Linked DNA regions of Bombyx mori: region 1 is linked to region 2. Evidence: chromatin contacts called from public Hi-C data. All regions are on one chromosome and are shown on one strand. Each heading gives the region's core, a stretch centred on a gene start, on an enhancer-like site or on the middle of the called end of the contact. The rest is flanking DNA. Distances are from core to core; before and after follow the strand shown. Region 1 overlaps LOC101735394 (protein outspread). Region 2 overlaps LOC101735394 (protein outspread).

Region 1 (6,795 bases), core at 2,249-4,748, 78 kb before region 2:
AAGCCAAGGCTACTCATGAAAAACCATACCATTCTGCATAATACAAAATATTTACTTCCGAATATCGACCTTGCTGTACTATAAATAAAGATTGTTCAAACACAATTATGGTCGTATATAGATGGAAATGTCAGCCTGAGTATTGTTACATTCGGACAATTATCTTGACAAATGCTTCACTAACGAAGCATAGTGGTGCGCGCCATTTTGGATGTGCATGCGCAGGTGACGCGCCGATAATAACATGGATAATGATTGTTGTTAAACGCTATGAGACATATTAAAGAAATGCTAATTTCTTTTATTTGTTCACTTGTGCTAAAGACGCCGGAGAAAGTTGAAGTTTCTTTCTAAGAAAAGTTGAATGAATGTAAATATATACCTATTTATTACAAATGTACCGATTTTTTTATCAGATTTTATTTTTTTATATAAAAAAGATGGTATTTAATATATTTTACGTAAAAAAACGCATCGTAAGACCACAAAAATGATCATTTAAACAAATCGGTTCTTTTCTTGTGACCGGCTTGCGAATTTCCTACGAGATTCGGCCGTCCGGGGTATCTGGGACTACTGAAGCCAACCATTAAACGACTCTCCTGCAACTTGGCTTGAACGTCTGAATCTCGCTCGGGAGAGATACTAGTTGCGTTCGCGGTCAAAATTACAACCACACACTCGGCTACCTGAAGGACGCCTGAGCGATAGTCATTGGCAAAATCGCTTTTTTCCCTATTCTAGTAACCTCGAGGGCTCATGCTAGATTCACAGAACGATTAGATGAGCCCACGGGGCTCTAACCTGGTGATGTTGTTAACATTAGCCCTAGCAAGAGCTTCTAGAATCTACTACCGGATCGGAAACGCGACCTACTGAGAAGATCCGATGAGAAATTCAGTGAGCTGTGTCTGTAGGTTAATTTACTCGCCGAACCCTTCGTCGTCAGCGACGGGTTCAAGCAACGGTAACCGGTGCTTGAGGTACCTAAAAGCATCGATAGTGGATCGGGAGGATCCGAAATGACGTGCTTAAGGCGATGTGGACTGTTTACCATTCGGTCCACAGGATCGAGTATGTAGTTTCTGGCGGCCAGGACATGAGGGTTTTCGTATCGCGCCGCTCGAAATGCCGCACTGATGCCAACTGAAGACACCTACTGATGGAGTCCAGCTCCATAACATCGTGGAGATCCGTGTTTCTCACGAACCACTGTGCTTGACCGACAGGTTAAAGGGGCTTTAAGTTAGTGCGGACCGCGTGAGCGGACACTAAACTGGCATAGGTCATGACCGGACGTATGCAAATTTTGTATATTGTCACCTTATTACGAAGAAATCGTCTTTGTCGGCCATTGTCATCGGTGGCCCATCAGGTCGCCCAGGCCGTTGGACCAGAAACAACTTGTCGTGTCGGAACGCGATATACCGCCAACTTTCCACTTCTTAATATCAACTTTACGGCACGTTAGAGTGCAAGTAGGCCGCCGCAGGAACTCGGCCTCGGTCGCTCCGAACCGTGACCTCATACAGAGGGACTGGAGCTGAGCGTTGGTCATCTTCCTGCCCCCAGTCGAACGGCGGAACGTGGTGGACTCTCAGATGTTGAGCTGTCGCTGGCGAATATCAAAGCCACGAAAATCGATAAGTCCGGTCCTATTTGACCGCCGAGAACACGACGTTGCTCCCGTAAGGCTGTACACGCTGCGAACGTATGCTTCGCCGTATCATCGTGCCACAATGGTGAAACTCCATCGTCGGCTCCATGGCGGTAATACCTTTTGAGTACTACCAAAACAGCCGTGACACGTCAGCGTTTGCGCCAGTCTGAAGGTGAGACCATCTTGATTACGGTTCCCAGTCTGCGAACACAGGCTCAACCTCCTCGATGACTCGTAGACCGACAGTCTGATGGTTTCTACAGATCAAGCGCAATTAATCTTATCATTTTTAATGGCATGAGCTAACGCGAAATTAAACATCAGTAAATTTTGGATAAAACAAACGCTGTAAATTCTCGCGTCGCGTCGTTAACAAAAATCGTGAAACCAACTCTAGGGTCGATGCTCCACCCAATAGCCGCACTATTAACAATCACGTCAATAAAATTAATCGTCAACAAAAGAAAAGGGCGTATGTGATCACATTATTTAATATTGTTCATATTTATTTTGTTATTAACACGCACATTATTATTCAATGTGTCCGTTATCAGTGAGTGCATTTGTTATCTGTACAATTTCATATTGTAATCTCGGTTTTATTGATTTTTTTTAATTCAACCAACTGGAACATATAAAAACTTATATCCATTTGAAATTAGATGCTAAATTTCAGAAGTTCAAAGAAATCGTTTAAAACGACGAACAAGCGAAAATTTACCGTTCTGTGCTTAATAAGTACAGGTTGAAGTGAAAATTTAGCTTTTCCCGCTTTCTCGCAACGCGGGTTCACGCATATTGTGGGTCACGAACATTATTTGTTTTAACTAAATTAACGTTTTGCGAAGTCTTCGTTTTATGTCTTTGTTGGCTATGTCGACCCTGTTTTTTTTGCGGTTAAAACATACCACAATACGAATACCTATAACTAGACGTTGTTGACATCCATTTTTTACGTTTAGCGGATTGAATTGAAACCAATTTATACTCATTCATACGTGATCGACCTTCTACGTAAATTGAATGAAAAGTCTAATAACAATTCGTCGACTCCCAAAAAATCACAAAGGCACATTATATGGACTTAATAAATTCTACGGGACTGTTGGTGCGTTGATTCTAATTTGATATTATTTACAAAAGCTTCAAATTAAAAATTCACCGCCTTTTCGTGTGTACCCGCTAATTCTACCGACAAAACGACTGTGGACTCACAGGGATCATAAATCTAACCTACAAACGAACAACTGTAAATATTGACTCCCATGCTTTAAACTATTCTGAAACGTTTACGACCACAGTTGCTGGCGCCTAAATCCATTTGAACCAAACTACGGGGCAACAAAGACGAGAATACTTTAAAAAAAAATGAATTGTACGTTCCTGTACAACGACCGACGTAATGGGAGCTCCGTTGACGTATCGACGGCGTTTCAACGTGCGACGAGAGTGACGGACCAGTCTAGAATGGTGGGGCTGACTTGTAGTGTAGCATAAAAAGGAGTGCGTGAGGAATGCGCCTGCGAGATCGTCAGGTGCAACGGCCGCAAGCCCCGCCCCTTACTGGCATTTTTGTGTACCCGCCTAATGTGTGTCGACATTAACAGAAATCGAAGCCGTCGCCTTTAACACCGAATTAATAAACGTTGTAACGCTTTTATGACCTTACTGTGTAATTTCGCTTTGATGTCAACCGATAGGCGATTACAGCGGAGTCATCAGAGATCATATCGGTATCCCGCTAGTAGAGAATTAGCAGCAAAACAAACGGGTACTGCTCTGACGAAAACTGTCGGATAAATAAAGTTTGAATGCTATCTGCGAACCGTTAGTAACACAATGGGCTGCCCGCACTAAATAACAATATTATGTGGGTCGCTGTGCTAACGCGACTCCGGATAAGGCGAACAATTAAAATAAACATACAACACCTATTTGACGGCGCTTAATGTCTGCGCAACGTAACCTGATAGCATATTATAACATCTTTATATTAAACCGTGCTATTTGAAAACCTCTTCATTTGTCATGACACTACGAGAGCTAAATAATGTTATCTCGATTCGCATTTTATTCCGGACCGATGTACCGTTTATAAAATAGTCTTCAAGTCAGATGTCGTGTTTTATGCCAGTTTTTCCTCTTTTTCTAAACAGGGCAAATTTAAATTGTAAAGTATAATGTGTGACATTGTTTTATTAATGCACCTGATTAAATCATCTTAGTTGGCTGAATTTCATATTAGTTTCGGGTAAAGTCAATGAGCTTCTAGAAAGTTTTTTTTTCTCATCGACAATGTTACTAATTGGCGTTTTTAATACACCATAATATCACTATGGTGCGTTACTATTTTCAGTATTGGTGGTTTAGCTAAATATTAGAAATACAGAGAAACACACTGTAACGACGTTTTTAAATATGTATACCTCACAAAATTGACATTTTTTGGCGGAAAAATCCTAAAACAGTGTCTGTGCCAAATACATCGACAGGCAGAATAGGGTTTTGTTTTCTGCCATTTGATTACGGAGCCCTAAAAGAGAATGTTCTTTATTCAAATTATCACGTTACAATTCGCTCGGCTGCTGTTGTCACAAATCTCGGAATAGTTTGTTTAGCCAATGAATTAAATTCAAAGCCACTATGTCTGCAATATATGGTCTAGTCTAAATTGTTCCTGTGTTCGAGCCTTAAGAATTATATCGTAAGGTGATTTCGTAATGCTTGCGTTTGAAGATTATAGCAATTTTTTATTTGGACATTTCAATGAATCGTCAGTAAACTGCTATCTGTCGCTTGGTAACAAAAAAACAAGCAGAGACATCGACATTCCTAATAATCGAAGTTTAAATTCCTAAACGCTAACATTTACGACTGAATTACATTTTATAATTAATACGAAGAGCAAATTAAAAGAGCGTTAACTTTTAAAAAGTGCCCACCAATGTGATTTTGATATGACTACTAAATCCGTGCAATAAAAGGCTGTTTTTTCCTTAAGGTTTTATTGCCTTAACGTCTCTCGAGTCACGATGCCTCCTGCAAATTTACATATAATTTATTAAAAGTCTATACAAACTACTTTGATCTTTTCTATCATTTCTTAGTAATAACCTCTCGAATAGTAAATATTGAAATCTTTATTTGAATATATCTTTATTAAAAAAAATAACAATTTTAGTGTTCATTATTTCAAAAAAAACAATTTACACACAATTTACAATTTAAAAGCTTCAAATACTACGAACTACTGAAGCGGAGACTTGGTGTTAATGGCTAGAAAGATAAGTATGTATGTGTGCATATATGTAATAAGTGTAAATTTAAATGCGAGCTAAGTAGTTTTAATTAGTAGGTTAAATTATTCCTGGTAGTATCCAATTATACTAACTTACACATAAAAAATAATTACCAAAAGTTAACTGTTAGATAATACTCTATAGCGATAAGTAAGCATTCGCACCTGTTTTTTGTGCAATAAATTTTCTATCTATCTAATAAAGTAATTTAAATTACTATTGGACCGTGAACAGTCGACACAGCGAGGCGGGCCTTAGCGCTAATTGTGCACGGCCAAATTATTGCGTTTATAGAGCGCGTGCTTAATTACTAGTCGCTTTTTATATAATCCCGATAAATTAAAAAAAGCTGGAAAAAATATGAATTTGCGTAATGATTAGCGAATAACGAAACTGCCTAGACCAACCACTGCCAATATAGAACATAGAATATACTTCATACAAACCACACTTAAAGATAATGGTTAATGTTTCTGTATAAAAATGATTTTCAATAATTTTATAAATTACTAGGATCTAATTAATGCTTTAGCCGTATGTGACCACGAAAACTGTAAAGCATTTGAAAATACAGATATTGTAAAATGAAAATAATAAAAACGCTTATTTCTTTCTTTATTCCTGCATTAAACCGTCCGTACCTTTATATCGTCGAGTAAACACGTATTGATTTTCATGACTGTTCAAAAGAGTTCATCAACCAAGAAGTAAAATCTCTGCAGTGTAAACTAAAAACACAGACTAACACATATTTAACACGCATCATTCGTGACGTATAAAAAGTAATGCTGCTTTTTATGTTATATTTATCGGTCATGTTCCCATCTAAAACACGGGCCGGTTTGTTAGAACCGAAACGAATCGAAATGCTTAGGGATGCCACTTCAGATTGATGTCAGTTACAAAAACACACAGCCAACACTATATTTATGAAAGCACCTTAAGCCACGTTGTTTATATATTTTTCTACAGCAAAAGGAAATCGTCCAATAAGCTGAAACTGTTGTTCTGCAAACTAACTTATTATAATTTTGTTCGATCGGGTAAAATAATACTTCTCATATCCACATAACGTACACATTCAACATTTATTCTGTAGAATGGCTAGACTTTCGAAAAATGTGACTTTGCCTGGCAAATATCATAGTAATTAATTACATATTTTGTATATTTTAATGATAGTCATAACATACATTCGGACAATGAGTTTTTTTCATACGAAAAATCCGACATCGAGCGCATGTAAACTTACTATATACGATAAATACATATATGGGATATTTTTCAAAGTCATAACTGGCCCTTGTTTGGATTTTACCAATCTAAGACCTCAACCTTGAGCGTAAAGATGGGCATTGACGTTGTAATGTTTATAGGCCCCTCTAACGTCTTAACACCGAGGACACGTGTTGAGCTCATCTGCCAGTGTTAGATAATAAGAATAATAAACATTCAGTATAAGTGGCTAAAACAGACTTCCTTCTGGTTTTTGACGTAGACCCGTTGAAACTCTAAAATTGGATGCAGTTAACAACCCTAGTCGTACCGTTAAGTTGTCGTTCCGATAGAGCAATAAACATGAGCGTATGTTAATAATATAATTGCTTGTTTATCCGTGACCCTGTGATGTTTACGCGTTGAACCGGAACACCTCATTAGCGATTTTATAGAGAAGAAACCTTGTTCAATTAAAACACGAATTCGTTTGACTCGTAATAGAGATAATAAATAGTATCTATAAAGCATGTGTACATTCGAGCTGTGAAGTAAATTTTATAAGCGTAGACCACCCATGAAATACTAGTTAGAACATTAAACAAATATAATTATAAATAT
Region 2 (7,345 bases), core at 3,638-6,137:
ATTCTCTCATGTGCAATTTCCCTCCATTTGCTGCGATCCTTAACTTTTAATGATAACCATACAAAAGCTCGTCAAAACATTTTTTTGAATAAAGTGCAACAGGAAGAATCAGATAAGATTCTTTTTTAAATTACCATTTATTTTGACGTGTCATTATTTCACCGACAAACGCATATATGAGTCGTCTATTATCAAAGGTGGCAATCTGTACATTTGGACAAAAAAATTTTATTGATATGTCAATACAGATTTATTTGAATATAATCGTCTCCTTCAAAGAATACGGTTCAAAACCTGCATTAAATAAAGGTTAATAGTTAACCTGTTATTTATCTAAGATGTCGTTCCGAAGAGTTTTGTGACTGCCAATATAATACAAAGTCAATAATTCGTTTTTCTGATTTACCAATCATTGTCCAAAAGTCAGATTGCCGCCTTTGATAATAGTCGACTCATATGGTTGTCGTAATTGAAGAGATTAAAGGGTCAAATGAATTTGCATGTTTAGTACAAAAAAATGCTTTGTTAGATCGTAGATCTAGACTTTTTAGGTAAAGGCGAAAGTACATATGTTGCCGCGAACGAAAGTCGAAGGTTTTATTGGGATTTTCAGAATGGATGGATCGAGAAAATTTTGGTTTGTGATGTTTATAAATACCAATATTTAACGGAATATGTGTCTTTATAAGATTCATTAATTAAAAATCTGTGTTCATAAATTTTAATATCCTCATAAATCATTTTGTTTTTTTGGAACCGATACGCACAAGACCCGTATTTCTTCAAACTATTTTATTATCTTCGATGCTTTTTACTATCTTTAATGTTAATATTGAACAGTTTACGTTAACAACAACACGAGAAGCATTCCACAGTTCACGCAAGGTCGCACCACCTATTAAACTGGCGAATTTATTAAAAATGTACATCACAAAAATATACTGTCATTAAAATTGTCTATAATAACAAACATACAAACAAAACAATCCACAAATTATAAGCTATACAGGGACTAGATACATTAATTGTATCAAATTCCACTACAATCGCGAGCAATAGTGCAATTAAATCGGTAAGAAAAATAAAAACCGAATGTCGTGCACGAGTCGTTCGTGACTAACTTACGCCATGGAACCGAAATAAAAAGTAGTTCTTGCGGGTGCAACAGCTAAAATTATTATGGGCATTTTGAAATTGTTTAGCATTGCGGATAATTGTAACAGCAACTCGATTTTAACTGAAACAGGAACCATATTGTGTTCTTAAAGCACCTCACTAAGCAAGTTTTTACAACTGTGTGCTTAGTTCGAGTTTTTAACGTTCTCGATAGCGTAAAAGTTAACTCGAATTTGTAAGGAGTTGCACACATATGCAGTCATACAATATGCAGTTGGAACAGCGCCCCTAGTGACAAACGTAGGGAAACGTTCCAACTCCATGCAAATTTGACTTTTACGTTATCGAGAACGTTAAAAGATTCGCACTAAGCATACTGAATCATTGTTACACCCTACTAAAACGATACTTGAAATCGGTCCCTTGAAACTACTCGCGCACCACTTATCGTACGCTGATAGTACTATGACCGAAACCTTCCCTAGAGCCGCAAAAAGAACTACAAAGATTCAATACAGTCATAAAGAGCGTAGAAGTCGAACGATTTTTTTTCACGACTTTATTAGCACGCATTGTACTATATGAGTCGTCTATTATCAAAGGTGGCAATCTGTGCATTTGGACAAAAAAAATTTATTGATATGTCAATACAGATTGATTTGAATATAATCGTCTCCTTCAAAGAATACGGTTCAAAACCTGCATTAAATAAAGGTTAATAGTTAACCTGTTATTTATCTAAGATGTCGCTCCGAAGAGTTTTGTGACTGCCAATGGAATACAAAGTCAATAATTCGTTTTTCTGATTTACCAATCATTGTTCAAAAGTCAGATTGCCGGCTTTGATAATAGTCGACTCATATCATGTTATTCAACCTGTTATAAAGATAATCAGTAAATCTCGCATTTTGCGAACACTAAAATAGACTTTTTGGAAGCACCCGAGATTGTATTTACATTGGACTTTCGATATGACGACTGTTATTGAAAATATTGTCAACAGTATCTTTTTGTAATATCCGAAGCCATCGAATATTAAACATATTTCTTTGATGAAACAAGTATTCGCATTAAACATCAAACAATCGTTTAAATATTATAGTAGAAATATTTAAATTCAGATTAAAATGGCACTACCTTGCACAATTATACGGCTCCTACAATATAACTGTACAAGTTGCTACTTATTTTGTATTTACTTGCATATTTAATCTTGTGTAAGTCTATCTTATATTGTATTTATTTTTCACATGTGTATATAAGTATATATTTTTATGTAAGTTTGTTATGATATAGCACCGTCCAGTTCCCTTATTCCTCTCCCTGCAAGGTTGCCGGGAAGAAATTGCTTTCAGCGATAAGGCCGCCAATTTATGTCACCGACTATTATTTGTTTTATTTGCTCACTCTGTACATATGGTGTTAAATAAAGTGTTATTATTATTATTCGTAGGTTTTGGATCATCACGATCAAAATGCTACTATTTTAAATGTAAAGTTTATATTAAAATATCACGCAATTAAAATTAAACAGTCTTGTTATTCCATTATGAAATTTAAAATCAATTTACAGTATTTCTTGGGAACTAACTGTGTGGCGCCAAAACGCCATCAAACAGCAATACAAATCTTCGAGTGCTAACTTTATTGTGCTTTCAGATTGAAAGCTCGTATCACGTTTTAATACTTCGAGAGCCGTTAAATGTACAGCGTGTGTGTTTTATGGAATTAGTAATTGGCAATATAAAACTATGACCTGTGAATTTTTTTTTTTTTTTTTTTTTTTTATTGCCCTTGTAGGCAGACGAGCATACGGCCCACCTGATGGTGAGTGGTTACCGTCGCCCATGGACTTCAGCAATGCCAGGGGCAGAGCCAAGCCGCTGCCTACCATATGCAATACCGAGAAATGTCACAAAGTGTGCCTTCGTGTTCATTGTCCGAATTTTTATTGCATTTTGATACATCAGACATTCTATGGATGAGATTTTTGTGCGCATAATTTTGACTGGTGATAGGACGTCTTGTGAGTCCGCAAGTATCTCAAGGTGAGTGACGGCATTTACGTTGTAGATGTCTATGGACTCTGGTAAACACTTAACACCAGGTGGGCCGTGAGCTCGTCCACCATTCTAAACAATAACAAAAAAAAAGAATAATTGAAAACAAAAATCTTTAATAGTTACCCGAATTTTCGAGCAACTTCTAGCGTTTTATTTGAAATGAGTTTGTCTTTTTCATCTTTAGAGAACAATTCAAATACTTTTGTAAGCAATAATAATATTAATTTCATGTAAGACCTCAAAAAACCGGACATACCTAATCCCGATGACGTAAAGGAAGGTTTTCTGTATTAGCAGTGTGTGTACTTACGACCTTTTTCAAAACAAATTATTAGGCAGTCGGATATATGACACGGTGTATTAACAACATGTGTTTACGACCAGTATGTACACAAAAGCATCATGTGAATATATCGGCGTGTTATGATAAGGTATAAGCATTTCATGTTATAAAAATAACGCCATTTCGAAATTACGCAGTACGAAAATAAACTGTAAATTGTGAAAATAAGCTGAAAAATTGATTGTAAGGTTAAATCCGATACTAAAAGTTAGCAGACTTGCGAGATATTTTTGTCTAACATACTTCCTATCAGTGTTACTTTTATGTATTACTTAATGAGGACTTTTAATAAGTTGATCCTATGAAACTTTAATGCACTGGAGAAAAAATGGCTTTATTACAATCTATATAAATAAAAATACATGTATTTCTGTATGTGGGTACCTTAAGTATAGTAGCAATCGTATCAAAGTCATAGATAGTTAAAAATATTAATTTTAGTCAAAATCAAAAAAGTTTAAAGTTCCTAAAAATGGTTTTTTTTTGAACAATGCACACCTAGTTAATCTTTATTTGAACCGTGTGGTTAGTGCGTATTTTTGAACTTCTCGATCGCGTAAAAGTTAACTCAAATTTGTATGGAGTTGGAACAGCGCCCCCTAGCGGTAAACGAAGGGAGATGTCAACTCCATACAAATTTGGGTTAACATTTACGCGATCGGGAAGTTAAAAAACTCGCACTAAGCACACTGATCTCAAACCTGCAATTTATACCATTTAAATCCGTTGTACTTATATTTTTTGCAGATTTTGCACCATTATGATCGAAAAATTAAATAAATGGCTCGATGCTTACATTCAATACTTTAAAGTCGTCGTGGCCTAAAGGGTAAGATGCCGCATCCCGCAGGCAGGTACCAATTTTTCTAATGAAATACGTACTTAACAGATGTTCACAGTTGACTTCCACGGTGAAGGAATAACATCGTGTAATAAAAATCAAACCCGCAAAATTATAATTTACGTAATTACTGGTGGTAGGACCTCTTGTGAGTCCGGACGGGTAGGTACCATCGCCTTGCCTATTTCTGCCGTGAAGCAGTAATGCGTTTCGGTTTGAAGGGTAGGGCAGACGTTGTAACTGTACTGAGACCTTAGAACTTATATCTCAAGGTGGGTGGCGCATTTACATTGTAGATGCCTATGGGCTCCAGTAACCACTTAACATCAGGTGGGCTGTGAGCTCGTCCACTCATCTAAGCAATAAAAAAAAAATAAAAAAAAAGCGCTATCAAATTCGATTTTACGACTTTTCATGCTGATAGCGCTGACTAATTTTATTTGCTGAAAGTACCCGCACAGTCTGTCGTCGTTAGACACGGGCGTACTCGGCCGCCATGTTTACGATTTTCGCGCGCCCATATTTCCCGCGCGTGCGCAGTAACGGTCCCTTTGGGGCTGCCAGCCTATTGCATTACGATTTATGCGACAAATTTATTGTACGCGGCGATAGCGGCAACGTTCTTCGTTTTAGGAAGTTATTAATACAAGTTGTTGTAATGTAAGTTGTACAATTAATTTGTGTAATGTTTTCCGTTAAAACTATTGCCTTTCGTTTGTTATTTTATTATTTATGAACTTTGATGTTTTGATACCTGATGCTATATTATATTTCGCCAGAATTTCTATGCCGTTATTTTGCCAAATAAATAACAAGATTTGTAATGTTAATATTTTTCCCATGACTATCATAAAAGCAATAGCAAAGCAGGCCAAGCATTTTAATAGTTGAGTGTATTGTGACTTCAACTCGCTCTAGCTAAAAATTCTTCCCCATAGTGGTATGTTACGTAAGCGTATGTTTTGTTGAGATTGTATTCCTGTTATCCTGATAAAGTTGAACCTAAGGCTTTCCAAATTACCGCAAGGTGGGTGACAAATTTATTAAATTTATTCCCGAAAAAGAAAAAAAGAATGCAACATTCATTTTACTCGTGACTAAATTAAGAATATAATCTTTTCAATCATACTTAAGTTAATACTTTACTATCGTGAATGTCACATCCCACGCGGGCCGCTAAACGTGATCTACCTGCAGCCAGAGATCAGCGCGAGACAAGGTCACGGCCGGGTCAAAGATTAAATTACACAGTGTAGTTGTAATTAACCGATGTGACGGTCAATAAAGGTTTCAATTGTATTCAGTTATGGCGAAATACATAACGTAAATAACAGGACCGCTTTATTTTGATTCAATGAATTTGCACACCCTACTGTTGGAATAATAATTGTTAGTTCAACAAATATGCAGATTGAAAAAGGCAACTGTACTGAAATGGAAATGAATGAATTGAAATATCTTAATAACCATTACTCTTTTTGAAGGTGCTCTTTTTCTTACCCTGGTGGTGGGAGTAGGGAAACAGGCACACAATGACATGTTTTGGCAATATTACAAGCTCCGTCTCATTATTAAATGGTTTTGACCAACATTTTATATTAAACGGTGCTACCCTAAAGATTTATTCATCTATATATTCCACTTTAGAGCCAAGGTTTTCGAAACACCCTCTTCTCGGTTTGATACGATTTTCTGATAAATTCATACTCAAAATAATCGTAGTTACGGAAAAAAATGAGCTTTTTTTTATTGCTTACATGGGTGGACGAGCTCACAGCCCATCTGGTGTTAAGTGGTTACTGGAGCCCATAGACATCTACAACGTAAATGCGCCACCCACCTTGACATATAAGTTCTAAGGTCTCAAGTATAGTTACAACGGCTGCCCCGCCCTTCAAACCGAAACGTATTACTGCTTCCCAAATTTTATTACTTGTAAAGCTTGTGATCGATAATTATCGTTAGTCTCAATGAAATCACCGTAATTGTCAAGATCCGATTTTAAACTTCTAATTAGTTGATTCAGCGCGCACGCGTCGAGCTTCGTGATCGATTTTGATTGCTATTTATTGCATCCTGCGGGCGTTTTACTATGAAATACCCGGTAATTTGAGTCCGTAGAATGCATTTTCTTGGACGTTACCAAAGTTATTGCATTTGTGTCGGAGCCTCACCTCTTAACGGAACTGCATCTCAAGACTTGATGGGTGATATTTAATTAAACTGTACTTATAAAACATTTAACATGAACGATATTTTTAATGGGCGTAATATTTAATCTAGCCATATAAATCTAGCCATAGTTTTGGTTAGGTTACGCAATTAAACAGAGTGAATTTAGGATTGGATTAACTTTATTTCGTCTCATTTCGTGAGCTGTCGCAAAATAAATGGCAACACATAAATGACTACGAATTTTATTTCGCCCACCTTTAATCGTACGATTTCAATAAATACTGTCCGGAAGAACGGTAATTGGCAACATTACGTTTTTGCGCATTACATTCGTTCGTCTCGGTCATTGTATGTTAACGTATCCCCAGCAATCCTTCGGACTTTATTACAAAAATAAAACAAAAAAAATTACAAACATGACTTCGATAATGTCGATAATATTTCTTGGACGGCGACGAAAAATAAAATATTCGGCGCCGTCTCGATACTGTTATGTGTTGCAGCCATATTGAATTTTTGTCGCAGAATTTTGTGGTCTTTCGCGTGAAATGTCATCATTCAAAAGGACGTTTTATCCGATCAGTGAGGCTTCTTTATTGCTATAAAAGTAAAGATCACGGCCCACCTGGTATGAAGTGGTTACCGTAGTTTTTTTTAATGATTGAAGAATTACTGGTGGCCCGTATGCCTTTCCAGTTTCACCAAGACAGGTGGGCGAGCATTGGATCAGCCAGGAGGGGTGGGATTTGCTAACAGCTGCCCGAGCGTTTCCGAAACCTAACCACTCAAGAGCAGCTGTTTCGCGAA

What was found. Hi-C and Micro-C count contacts between places; a contact is called where the count stands out from the background.
Region 1: a Hi-C map of midgut shows a contact between it and region 2, with 1.7 times the contacts expected there. The contact joins two enhancer-like sites. A contact is called at or near these places in 3 of 7 Hi-C or Micro-C datasets (midgut and whole pupa).

Annotation. Positions count from the first base shown.
Region 1 is chr10:2,343,829-2,350,623 of ASM3026992v2, reverse strand. All of the region lies in intron 2 of LOC101735394 (protein outspread), which reads left to right. Among protein-coding and RNA genes, the nearest start is that of LOC101735394, 9.4 kb to the left of the region's middle. Within about 2 kb of position 3,498, at least 8 of the 8 cell types and tissues checked have open chromatin away from gene starts, as enhancers often do.
Region 2 is chr10:2,266,708-2,274,052 of ASM3026992v2, reverse strand. The region is part of intron 2 of LOC101735394 (protein outspread); the gene reads left to right. The region is part of intron 2 of LOC134199463 (a long non-coding RNA gene); the gene reads right to left. Among protein-coding and RNA genes, the nearest start is that of LOC134199463, 9.5 kb to the right of the region's middle. Within about 2 kb of position 4,887, at least 5 of the 8 cell types and tissues checked have open chromatin away from gene starts, as enhancers often do.